2 separate regions of the Zea mays genome follow, and region 1 is linked to region 2. Evidence: chromatin contacts called from public Hi-C data. All regions are on one chromosome and are shown on one strand. Each heading gives the region's core, a stretch centred on a gene start, on an enhancer-like site or on the middle of the called end of the contact. The rest is flanking DNA. Distances are from core to core; before and after follow the strand shown. Region 1 holds the start of LOC100382686 (putative thioredoxin superfamily protein). Region 2 holds the start of LOC100282859.

Region 1 (6,619 bases), core at 3,529-6,028, 490 kb after region 2:
TAATCACCATCAAAAAAAGTTTTGGTAGCCCTCTAGTATTGGAGCAGTAGGAGTCAGGGATAGATCACTACTTTGCTCTACCAGGCGATGGTCATGCAAGGCAACGAGGTCGCCACATCTCGCCCTCACCAACGTCGTATAGAGAGTGTTGCGAGGCCATGAGCTGCACCATCACGAAGACATCCACCACCGAAACTTTGTTTTCCATGCTCACGCGCACCAACTATCAAGAGTGGGCAATGTTGATGCAGATGAACTTGAAGACGATAGGATGATGGTTCATTTGTCGAGCTAGAGAAAGACGACGAGATCGTCATGCCTACCTATCGCTCATCGCAAAACTACGTTCCCTATCGCTCGACATGTTGCCTATCTTTAGGAGAGTATAATGTTGTTAACAGTGTGAGCGGCGATTAAGCATATCTGCATCGAGGTCCAATGGATATGTGAGTCTAATGCATAGCAACTCCGTCGTGAGCTTAACTTCTCATTATGGAAGGAAGCAAAGACATGGGAGATTTCACGAACTACATCGCTGGGCTTTCTACGGATTTGCATCTCCTGGTGACAACATAACCAATGTCAAGATAGTGTCAAAGGTGCTACATTTTTTGTGCTAGAGAACATAGGTCAGATGGTGATTTACATTGAGACCTTGATCGACATCAACATCTCTATCGAGGAGACGACTAGTGCACACCGTCAAGCAATGGCACAAGCCGACACTCATCCTCAACAACTAGGGTTGGTTTCTTCATTGTGAAGAAAACTGACTCACCAGGCTCAAGCTCCATAAGTCCGGGAGACGAATGGTGGGAATGGCTCCAACGACAATAGCTGCAAGAAGCATGGTGGCCACGGTCGAGACCATAGGTGCAACAAAGGTGAGCTTTGGCTCTGCATCACACGACAACAACAAGGGCCAATCCTATGGTGGACATACCCCCAACCAAGACCAGTGCAAAAGCTATGAAAAATATGGTCATTTGAAGGATTGTTGTAGCAAGCCTAAAGGACAGAACCACGTCGCGCAAGCTAAAGAAGACTTGGAGCCCAAAGAAGACTTGGAGCCCATTGTGTTGATTGCATGAGTTGCTTTCTTTCCTATCGAATTATCGTCACCACGAGCCACAATGGGTCTATCTCCATCCAAGCGTTGGTCGCTACACATTGTTGAGGTAAAGGTCCTTGCATAGCTTGACGGTGAGACAGGGCCCCACATCTAAATACCCTAAAGACTATCGCGAAACAGTAACTTAATGGATAAGTTTTGGGTGCAATACATTTAATGCATGATGGGTGCAATACGGGACACAAGAGACAACTAAGAGATTCTATTATACAATGGAGTGTCTATCTATTAATAAATGCAGAAGTGAATACGCCTGTAGAGAATCAGATCGATATAACAGACGACATATTCGTACAAAAGAAGTGAAGGCGTTTGTTACTACTTGGGTTACAAGCCAGAGATATCCCTTCACGGAGAGACAGCTCTATAATATTTTGTTGCAAATACCACATTTAGACATATCAAGAGTCTTTGTATTAAACACCACTATACATGTCCTAGACACCACTCTACATGCCCTAACACATGCAACATAGGCCGCAGGACACTTGAGGCCGCACAAACGGTACACATGTTGGTCCTCTAAACGCACAAACACACGCATGTTCTACCTAAAAATACAATAAACTATAAGAAACACTACCACAACCAACGACCCGAGGACAACAAGCCTAGATCTCAGAATAACTATTATGGTCACACTTTCACCCTGACACACGCATAGGTGCCAGGTGTACCTAAAGTAGCTGTGCAAACTTAGTTTATTACTTCCTCCATTCTTTTTTATTTGTTACTTGTCGTAGTTTAATTCAAAAATAAACGGGCGATAAAATATTAGAGAACGGTGGTGGTATATAATATCATCCTGATAGACGTTCATGCATATCGGAGGATTAAAATAATCCTTATTACCAACACTAGGCAATGCGAGGGCTCTTGCTCCCGATAAAAGACACAAGGAACCATTAATACGCCAATGGCAGACCAACATCTACATGTCTCATCGGAAGAGAACATCTAACTCCCCATAAGAATCTAGAAGATCCAACAAATCCTTACAAATGTTAGGCCCTTGATGTTGTGATCTTGTAGACAATAATCAAGATTTTTCAATATGTAGAGGCACACGTTATGAGGTACCACCAAGTTTCTTTTTTTTTTTTGGGGGGGGGGGGGGGGGATTCTGCCCTGCTCATCACCATATGTGCTACTTTGTGACTGCCAAAGCATTTTCAATCTGTTCGATCATCTGGTCAACAGGTAATGCTCCCTCCTGAATGCCAGGTAGCAAAGGAGACAAAAAACATAAGATATTAGCACAAGTTAAATTATTGATGGAAATTGAAAACATTGTTTTTTCAACACTTACAAAGCGATAACAAGGTTTCCCATCCTTGAATATGATAAAAGTTGGCAATGCTTCAATTCTGTAACGACTTGCAATGCTAGTGTACTTCTCAGTATCAATTTTCACAACTTGAATTTTGTCGCCTAACTTCTCACTCACTTCTTGAAGTATGGGAACCATGTATTGGCATGGACCACACCTAACAAGAAGAACAAAAACAAATGCAAATATATGTTACTGAAGTATGTAGAGGCAATGCTCATGCACAGACTGCTCATAACTAATTTGAATGATGAACTGTCTTCTTAATAAGAATGGTGCAATGGAGCTAACAAACCAATGATGCACCTGTCAGCTATGAGTTGGGACAATGTTTGTCGTTTGATGAGTACAATGTGAAACAACATTTCTGGATATGATAGAACTCAGATGGAAACAATGCACATCATCATGAACAGAACATGACCCAATTAATCATATAGTGTCGTTTTTTCTGTTAGATATCAGTAGTAATGTATGTCATCATGAACAGTGCCATAACAAATGACTGTAGAAAGCAGAGGCTTTAAAATCAGTAAGGTGCATTTGAGGTATTGCAAATATCAATTGTGAAGGAAATACAATTGAACAGGTTAGTCCACATGGTGAACACTGAACACTAAAGACAAAAGTGGAAAAACAGACCAAACTTCTAGAGGTCTTCCCCACTCGAGCAAAAAGAGTGCAAAAACTATTCAACTTTCACCAAAGTTCGGTATCTTTTCTAAAAAGTAAAAGGGTAGGAGGTGGTGGATATTAAAAAAAAACTCGGACGGGAAGGGAAAGACAGTCTTCCCGGTATTATATTAAAAAGAGACTGAAACATGGTCCAAGACGAAAAAATCCCCAAACCCTGGCCCCCCTTCACTAGCGGGCCGTCACCCCCCACTCTGCAACGGCCCAGACGAAGGGTGGACGTAACCCGGGATGGCGGGACACAGCGAGGGGATTTTTTTAACCAAGCCCGAAATTCGCCCACAAGGGGATCGAACCCGGGACCTGGAGGTCTTACTCGGAAGGCTTAACCATTACGCTAGAGGCCTTTTCGTAGTGGTGGATATTATGCATGCATTTACACAGATGATGAACATAATGCCAGTCAAAGTGCAATTTTCACCTCCCAAATGTTTGGTAGCACATTGGCATAATGGAAAGAACATGAAACACACCAAAGACCTAAAAACACAACAATAATGGAGAGAACTTATATCTAGTAGAGAGTACTGAACTAGCTCAGCATGACACCTGTCATCGCCACTTTCATTACTTCCAGTAAGTAACTTACCAAGTTGCATAGAAGTCAACTAACAATGGCTTCTCAGACTTCTCCAGCAACTCATCAAATGAAGAAAAAGTTTGCTTCTTAGCTTCCACCTATCCATCCAAAAATTAAATACAGATAAAATGTCGAAAAAATAGTAGAAATCCACAAGTTTTTAAAGTGTAAGGACGATATATACAGCCCTAATGGAAAAGGATACATGTAAGAAAACAGTTATAGGACTATAAGCGCACACAAAAAAGCTGTGTATAGTAACAGTTGTCACTTGCTCACTTCTAGAGCTACTCAATGGATGAAAAACAAAACTACATTTTCAGAAAACTGGAAAGTAACATGATAAGTATTAAAATGAAAACATCTTCAAAGCTATTACATGCCATAATTTTTTTCACCTACATAAGGTTGACAACCTAAAAAGATAAGGGGCCATTTTTCAAAAAAGTTGGATGCATCCAAGATACACCAAGTTCATACTAGTTTATTGTCTTTGAGCCCAGATGTCCTGGACTAGGAACAGAAATTTTGATACAGCAGCAGAACTAAAATTGGATGGCTCATAGTAGCTGCAAACTCCGGCAAGTGCAACGACGAGTACAGGACATAGTTCAAGCATCTGGACAGCAGCCAGTGGACCTAAATTGTCAATATCTGCCATTAATTCGGAGATGAGTTCCTATGACACATTCTACTGTAGTTTATAAAGAAACAATTCCACGATATTCTCACATACTCCATTCTAATTTCAATTAGCTGCCACTTGAAAGGCAACGCGAATCAGAGAGTACAGGTCAGCAAGGATTCACCCGTAGCGTGGCGCTCCGCCGAGAACGCGCTCCTCCCCTGAGGCCCAGGGCCGGCGGCGAGCAGCGCAGCGGCATCCATCGGGCCGGCGCCCGGCGCGCGGCCGGCTGGCACGAAGTCGGCGATGCCAGCGTCGCGCGCGCTGTGGTGCTGCCCGTAGCGAAGGCCGCCATGGGGTGATAGGAGTCGTCGAGGCGCTCGCCCTAGGTTTCTCGACGCCGGAGTGGCTCCCCTTGCCGGCTGGCTTCCTTATCTGCTTCGCCTCTCGCTCCCCTTTTCCCGATGCAGCGGAGAAAGAAGGGTGGAGAGAGCGACGACTTAAAGTCACTGCGTGATGGGCCCGACGCGCCACGTGGGCCGAGGATGCTCTGTGCACCGAGTCCACGAGCGCGGCCGCGGAAAGCAGGTGGGACCCTGGTGGCAGTGTCACCGAGACGAAACAAGGAAGGAACCAGTGGAAGTGGGATCTGGATCTCTCCTCTCTCGTCTGCACCGCGAGTCCGCGACTCCGCACCAAGCAAATCCCCTGCCCCCAAAATATTGCTAGGGATTCGAGGGGAGGAAAATCCAGGCGCCCAGGCCTGGCAATCCGTTCGTCGGAGAGGCCATGAGCTCGGCGCAGGATCCGTTCTACATCGTCCGGGAGGAGATCCAGGAGTCGGTAATGCGTACTTCCCTCTCGCTCTCTTTATTACTCTCTTATTCGTGTTGTGATTGCCAACCTTTCCTACCATCATCGAGCCGTCGTTCTGCACCGGTAGAGATTGGAAACTCGAGCGTTGTTGTCTAATCTCACCGTGTTCGCAAATTGTACCAAACTAGTAAATTGCGCGCGTCCTGCGCGTAGAAATCATTTAGATTTAGCAATAAAAAAGCTATCGAAATAAGCCTGGTTGTGAAGCAAAAGAAACTTAGAACTCTATAGGCCGAACTGTAAGGTTAAAATAAAAGTTATGTTCAGTGAAACATTCAAAAGTCTTGTGTAGTTGGGATTTGGTCTCCAAATCAGTTTTTCCATATTCAACTGGGCCATCAAAAAATAGTACTGACAACTGCTTTAACCCCAGTTAAGCCCTTCTATTGCCTCAAGATACCGCACCCAAATTTAATTGTGCAGAGACATACGCTTCTAAATTAGAAGGTCCTAATGAAAATGGACCGAATGAAAATGGAAAGAGAACCCTGTTAATATATTATCTAGGTCTATGCGATAAGCACTCTGTTTCAAAAAAAGATCCTAGGTGGTGCCTAGACAATAGGCAAGCAGCACTGTCTTTCCCACCACATAGCCGTTTTTTCAAGAGCATAACTTTATTAACAGATGTAGAGATTGCACTGTGATTCCCATTATCGACATGATTAGTAGAATTCTTATTTCCACATCCATTACTAACAGCTTCAGAATCAACAGAAGGGCAAACCACTAAAGCAAAAGGCTTTGGTTTCAGCCCATTCTTTTTTATGTAATAGAGCTGCTAGCAAGATTAGGGACTCCAGAATTTGAGAGCGTCGGAAATGAATCAGCATGACCTTCATACCCAGTGTCATCTGCACTGCTGCTTGCGATCAAATGCAGCCCACCCAGAGTTTGGCATCTTCTGTCTATGCATTTTGACAGCCATTAGAGTGTGTGGGTTATCATATTTTTGTTGTTTTAACCTGTGTGCTGTTTAAGCAGAGGCTGGAAGACGTTTCAAGGGCTTATATCACCTCGATGTAATGTACTTGGAACTATGAATAAAATCTTCATTTATTAAAAAAATGCATTTTGACAACTGGGCCACCTTCTTGATCAGTCTAGTTTTAGCGTAAACTGAAAAAACAATGTCAATTATGTGATTGCTGTCCCAAAGATGCTTGGGCTCTTCGCTCTATTTCCCACCACCAGGCACCAGTTGAGAAATCCACTGTTTTCCTATAACATGAGGGCAAAAAGATTAGATCAATTCACCCAATACATTCTGAAAATGACTAATTACTGACACTGTTTGTTTTCAGAAGCATGATCCACTTCTTCTATCCAATATATCTAAATCCAACATTATTCTGAATATTGGTGACAAAGAACGCTGCAAAT
Region 2 (7,146 bases), core at 452-2,951:
CATCTTACCCGATGTAATCCGCAGATGAGCGGTCAAGCCCACTACATCCAGCCCAAGAGGCCCCACGGAAGATATTGCCACCGCCAACAACAATAGCAACCTGCAAGGGCTCTCACATTTTTTAATGCACATCATGCGATTGCTTTAGAGAAAACAAAAGGTAAATCACACACACACAAATACACATCCAAAAGCACTTGATAGGAATGCAACAGAATTGAGCCATTGAGATAATGCCTACTATTAAAAAGATGTACTAGCACTCTTTACTTCATCAATTCTAAACCTTGAACCAAGTAATACAAGATGTAATCAATAATGAAATAAAAGACAGGAGGGCACCTCTACACCTAGTTTGGTGACAGAAGCAACTTCTCTTGCAATAGCCATTGTAATCTGCAATAGAGCACATGTTCACATCAATTTCCATGACCCACTCATATAAATCGTCTGCTGTCAGTGTTTAAAGATGCTCCACCAAAAGAAGATTAACCTTTGGGTCGATGTTTTCTGTGTGATTCCCGGCAAGAGCTTCCCCACTTACTTTGAGCAATACCCTTTTCCATCTATATAGCCTTCTGGAACTAGAAGAATCTTCATCGAATGTAAAGCTGAACGGCAGCATCAGTGACGTTTGATTTCTGAAAAACGAAACAAGCATGAGTTTGAATGACAAAATCTAATCCAGAATTACATCGAGGCTTCAACATGGAAAGGAAGTAAGTAGTACAAAAGTGGCTCCATAAACGAAGAAACTCGTGATAGGAAAGTTGCTGATTACACAGAAATGATCCAGCCACAATGTTGCACTTGAGTACCTCTAACATGCATATGTATAACGTTTTATTGCTGTTCATTTCACACAATGATGGTTATAGTCTTATAATAAAGGGACAATTTCCTATATATCACTGTAATTTTGCTTAGTACCTTATTTGCCACTATATATACTCTAATTACTTATATGCCACTCGGATGCAATTTCTTATTTTTTTTTATACCATCGTCAATGATATAGAAGAGATTATAACATACAATTTTCTTACCCTTCTATGCCACGTCACTGGCAGTGACATGCATCCGAGTGATATAGAAGTGATTAATACATTTATGATGTCAAATCAGATATTGGACATACGAAGAATTTTCTCTATGATAAAAGGTAGATGCCCTTGTTATGCTAGCCTCCTCTTCAACTTTTCAATTAGCAGTCAATGATCTATAGCGCCTGAGGGAAACAGACATCTTGGGAACTAGTACAATCAACTACAACGCACCTCGTATAACAGCCCAACAAAATCACCATACCACACACGCGTCACCCACGGCACAATATATAATACGTCTGCTATCACATCGAGCACGTGAAGGTGTCGCGCCAAAAAAACGGCGCGGGTTTCCCGCGGAATGTAAAGCTGCGTACCCTGAGTTGGAGGAGGAGCTGGAGCCCATGGCGGCGCAGGCGCGGCGCTTGGCGGAGAGACAGAGCGGAGCGGCGACGGGATGGGCTCTCCGTCCGAGAGGAGGGAGCATAGGAGACGGAGACCGTGGCGAGGGGAGGCGCGGGAGAAAGGTAGCAGGCCCCGCGGCGGCGGCAGAGGCGGCCATAGTTGCCTGTGGCCGGCTGGCCGCTGGAGCGAGTGCGGCAAGCAGCCGTCGATCTCCGGGATGGGAGGACAAGCAAGGACTGAGAGGATGATCAGGAAGGAGGGGAGATATTTTTTCTCCATTTTAAAGGATAAGGACTCGGGTTAAATGGGCCCGAAATGTGAGTTGCAGCTGGGCAGCACTATTTCGAGCAGCTTTCACCTCTTATCTTTGTATCTCTTATTTTAAACTCTACTCTATAAATAGTGTTATTTATAATGTAAAAATATGTTTTGTACGGTTATATATCTGATCTTTTGAACACAGTTGTTGTTCGGAGACCAAACACAAACTTGATCATATAGCAAAGCTTTAACCTTTCTTTCATGTTGGCTAATTACATAGATCTATAGCCAAAGGGACCTTCGACCCAGCGGTCGTTCATAGCAAGAAACAACAACAACAAAGGCCTCGTGACGGTTGTCAGCAACCAAGGCCTTCGTCGCTACGTCACCTTAGGGCCTTCAACTCCACTCATTCGTCCAAGTGCAGCGAAGGATTCCGCATTGTGAATACTCCAAAGGTGGCAGAAGCTACACGTCGGCCCGTTGTGTTAACCAGATGGCACATCGATGGGCCCACCTATCAGCGTAGTTGGCGGTTATATTTGGTGTGCACCGACCGCAGCGCATGCGGTGCTGTAATTAACCAATTACATGGAATATTTCTTGGATATAGTTGGTAGCCGAGGGTAGGACCCAACTTTGGACCACCTACCCCTGTACGTGCCTATAAATATCCTGTTCTGTAGCGGGATAGGACACGCATAACAAGAAGCTACAATTTCCTGTCATTTGTCTTGTCGTGCACATGAGCTCTATCCCACCATCTTTGAGTGTTTGGGTCCACCTGACAGAGTGTTGTGTGTGTCAGTGCCCAACATTTGACGCCCATCGTTCATGTGACGAAGACTATTCCCACAATGCCTCCCAAAAAGACCACTCGGTCTAGCTCACCATTGAACGAGCCAGAGCAGCCCTCACCGTCAAGAAGGGCAAGCTTACCCTCGCTACTGACCAACCCCTACCACAAAACCCGAAGGCCACCAACGATTCACATGCCGAGGGCCATGCCATAAAACAAAAACAAATAACCACCTCCACCGAACAAGAAGGCGAGGTCCACACCACTAGTTCAGAAAACTGTGGAGACCCCCTCCCAAACCCAAAAAGTCTACCCTACAAAGCTAAAGTTTGGCCGAATCTGACAAGGAACTTTCCTTCGCTCCCCAGGTTTTAACACCGCAGTAGGCCACCAGCACCAACCATTTGGAATGCCTCCGAAAGACAATGATAAAGACCTCCAGGATGGCATGGACCTCGGTATCCACACCGAGAAACAACTATTACTCAAGAGCCTTCGCATATGCAAGGTTGAGGCACACCGTAAGCCAAGGGACCCTTCACACCCACAAGGTTGAGGCACAGCGTAAACCAAGGGACCCTTCATACCCAGGAAGCTCCAAAACATGGTCGCGAACGTCCTTTATCGCAAACCCAAATCCACAATATTCAACAGCTCGAACACACCCATCACAATTATGACCAAAATTACTAGTCATCAAGAGGTGATAGACCACCCAGGAGCAGGGGACTTGGATGTGGTCCACCTCGCAAGTACAAGCCCTACTGCATTTTTCTTGACTAGTCACTCAACCAGAGACTGACGCGCATGGAAAAAGGGATCTCCCAGAGCAGCCAGCGAAGGCCATAGCCCACATATTCCAACCACAATTCCAACACTCTCAGCAAGAAGCATACAACCATTACCAACAGTACCAACCAAATTACCAACCACTGCCATCACACCTAGAAAGGCTACAACTACCACCCCCCTCCGCATCCAAACCACCAAAGACAGTTACCCCCTCCCCACCAAAGGAAGAAGAGTGCTACCCTCAGCTACTGGTCCATGACATAATAAATGTAATTAACGGAAGCTCCAATATAGACTTCGACACGAAAAGACAAAGAAGAGAGTACTATCGAAGTGTCAACCATGTCGCTGCCAACGGGGCAGTCGTCTAGACCAAGTGGTTGCATATCCCCCTTTTTGAAACGAGCGATGCCAGCCTCCTCAATGCCCCACACACCGATGCCATTGTCATCAGCTGCAACATGACAGGATGGGAAATTTGCAAGGCCCTCGTCGATAACGGCAGTCAGACCGACATCACATTCCTCCACGCCTTCGAGAGGATGGGCATAAATCCAAATCAGCTACAACCTACAAATTATCCCATGTTTGGATTCGGAGGCAAGACCAATTCACCCCTCGAGAAAATTATTCTACCACTGTCCTTCAGTACTGTCCCAAATGCACAGACCGGGCAGATCACCTTCGGTGTCATTGACGTGTGGTGTATCCATACAATGCAATCTTAGGCAGGGGGCCATCAACGCCTTCGAAACAACAATTCATGAATTATACTTGTGCATGAAGATCCTAGGTCTCGGTGGAGTCATAACAGTCCTCAGAGATCAGGAGAAAGCCTGCAACATAGAAAGGGACTTCGTCCCCGATCAGCGAAATGTTCATTGTTTGGGCGCTAGTACGCTGACCCATACTCAAGAACCGCCAGCCAAGACTGACAAACACCATAACCCCATCCGAAGTGACAAAGGGCCAAGAAATTACCCCTCGATATCGTGATCCCCAACCACACTATGTTAATTGGTGAAGGCCTAGCCCTGTAGAAGGAGGCTAGCTTGCTCGACTGCCTAAGCAGAAATAATGATGTCGTCACCTGGTTGTCATCTGACCTAGTCGGAGTAAGTTGGAGCATTATTGAGCACATAGTGCATATCAACCCCTCCGCCCAGCCTAAGAAACAACGACTCCGCAAAATGTTAGATGAGAAGATGAAGGCAACCAAGGCCGATGTTCAGCGGCTCTTAGATGCAAAATTCATTGAACCAATCGACTACCCCACTTGACTTGCAAATGTTGTCATGGTCAAAAATAAAAAATGGCAAATGGAGCATGTGCATCGACTTCACAAGCTCAAACAAAGCCTGCCCTAAAGACGGGTTCTCGCTTCCCCCCATCGACAAAATTGTCGGTTCTACAGTAGGTTGCCAGGTCATGTCCCTCCTTAACTATTTTCTGGTTACCACAAAATATTTCTCAGCGAATAGGACAAGGCGAACGCCAGTTTCATCACCCCCTTCGACACTTATTGTTTCGTGAGAATGCCCGAAGGCCTCAAGAATGCTGGGTCCACTTTCTCTAGGCTTACTCAGTCCATACTTAAAGACCAGGTCGACCAAAATATATTCATATATGTTGATGACATCATTGTCACGAGCAAAAGCAAAGCAGACCACCTGGCAGATTTGGTGGAGACCTTCGCTAACATGAGAGAGGCCAGACTTCGGTTGGACCCAGAAAAGTGTGTCTTCGGCATCCAAAGGGGAAAGGTCTTGGGGTACCCAGTGTCATGAAAGGGCATTGAAGCGAACCCCGATAAAATCAAGGCCATAGCAGAAATGCATTCACCAAAAATAGTGAAAGAAGTCTAGAAGCTGACAGGCCGCATTGCAGCCTTAAATAGGTTTATTTCAAAGTCAGGTGAGCGAAGTCTCCAGTTCCTAAAAGTATTGCAAGGTGCCAAGGATTTTGCCTAGGGGCTAGAGCAAGCAACAATGTAATAATGACTTCACTATCATTGTGGATTTGGTGATTGTGATGCGCTTCTGTGCTAGTTGTGTTTTGTTGGCCATTGTCTTTGTTCGGCGAGAATTAGTGTGAAACGCTTCCCTCTCCCCCTTTGTTGATTTGGGGCAAATGCCAGACCTTGGATGGTTTTACTATTATTGTATGGGTTTCTATACCCTCTGGTGTTTTATCGCATTTTAGGTGTATTCGCCTAGATTTTTATTTCAGTCTTGCGTCACCCTTCGATGTTTTTGGCACCCGAAGTTGTCTTCGCCAAGATTTTATTTTAATTTGGCTTCGCCCTTAGGCGTCTTTGCCCCCGGAGGTGTCTTTGCCAAGATTTTAATTTAATTTGGTGTCGTCCTTAGGCGTCTTGTGTGCCCGGAGGTGTATTCACCAAGATTTTATTTTAATCTGGCTGTGCCCTTAGACGTCTTTGCATCATAGGTGTCTTTGCCAAGATTTAATTCACCATTAGGCGTCTTGTGTGCCCGAAGGTGTCTTCGCCAAGATTTTATTTTAATCTGGCTGCGCCCTTAGGCGTCTTTGCACCCAGAGGTGTCTTTGCAAAGATTTTCTTTTAATCTGGCGTCGCCCTTCGACGTCTTGTGCTCCCGGAGGCGTCTTCGCCAAGATTTTATTTTAATCTAGAGTCGCCCTTAGGCCTCTTTTTGCACCTAGTGGTGTCTTGTCGCATGCTGTGAACGGGTTTTACCTGGTGTGACGATGACTGTCTTCGTGGTCGAATGTTGGCTTTGAGAGCCTTTTCTGCCATAGCACATCACTTGGGGGATTTTAGCTGCTTTATTACAAGGCTCTGCCTTATTGAAAATCTCACCCCTTTGTGAGGAAAAGAGTGTGGGCCCGCATGTTGTTTAAATATTACATGGGCGTTCGCGGGCCCTTACAGTTGAAGTTGTTTTTACACAATTTTTTTTTTGTAGATTATCCATGCTCCAACTGTGTTCCAACTGTAGGCCTCTTTGGCTAGTTAGTCTGTAGGCATATGATGAAGTCTTCTTTGAAATGATGTAGGGTCCCTCCCATTTTGGTTCAAGCTTTCCTCTTACTTGTGTTCACGGTGTCCAGATGAGGACTAGGTCTTCTTCATCAAGCTCTTTGGCTTTGACAGACTTTTCTCTCCAAGACTTGGTTGCTTCTTGATATCTTGCAATTGTGTTAAGGGCCTCGACTCTGTGGCCTTCAAGCAAGTCTTTGTCCACAGGTTCGTCAGTCTCTGGTGTTGAGCTATTTTCCACTCTCGGGGATTTTAACTTTAGCTCTTACGGTGTCATTGCCTCAGTGTCATACCTGTACATCAGCTTGAAAGGTTTGAAACCTGTGCATCTGGTCTCTGTTGTGTTTAGTCCCCATACGACTTCGGGAAGCTGGTCGGGCCATTTACCCTTTGTGTCGTCATGTAGCGTTTTCTTGACCACCGTGAATTTTTTCCGTTTGCTCTTTCCACTGCATCGTTGGACTGGGGATGATACGTAGAAGCAAAGTTTACTTTGGTCCCGACTGATGCACATAAATCCTAGAATTTCTGGCTTCAAACTATTTACTGGTGTCCACGATTATTTCGGAGGGGACCCCAAATCTGCATATGATGGTCTACTAGAACATTTTTGGGTTGTGTTTGATGTTATGACAGAGACTGTCTTTGCCTCTATCCATCTGGTGAAATATTCCACTGCGACGAAGGCATACTTCAAGTTCCCATGAGCTGTTGGGATGGGGCCGACGATGTCTATGCCCCAACGTTGCAGTGGCCAAGTGGGGACAATCAGCTTGGAATTCTGCGAGCCCCCCTTCGCAACTTTGGGCGATATTTTGGGCGTC

Evidence for each region. Hi-C and Micro-C count contacts between places; a contact is called where the count stands out from the background.
Region 1: a contact with region 2 is called in a Hi-C map of tassel, with 2.4 times the contacts expected there. The contact joins the promoter of LOC100382686 here to the promoter of LOC100282859 in region 2. A contact is called at or near these places in 3 of 25 Hi-C or Micro-C datasets (ear, leaf and tassel).

Annotation. Positions count from the first base shown.
Region 1 is chr3:148,311,114-148,317,732 of Zm-B73-REFERENCE-NAM-5.0, forward strand. LOC100382686 (putative thioredoxin superfamily protein) reads right to left here and starts at 4,779. Exons shown (of 4, transcript NM_001175410.1): 1 at 4,545-4,779; 2 at 3,745-3,833; 3 at 2,442-2,619; 4 at 2,072-2,345. The coding sequence starts at 4,715. The coding sequence ends at 2,280. LOC100273880 reads left to right here and starts at 5,035. Exons shown (of 7, transcript NM_001148274.1): 1 at 5,035-5,203. The coding sequence starts at 5,150.
Region 2 is chr3:147,829,062-147,836,207 of Zm-B73-REFERENCE-NAM-5.0, forward strand. LOC100282859 reads right to left here and starts at 1,702. Exons shown (of 7, transcript NM_001155765.2): 1 at 1,424-1,702; 2 at 494-641; 3 at 343-396; 4 at 9-100. The coding sequence starts at 1,608.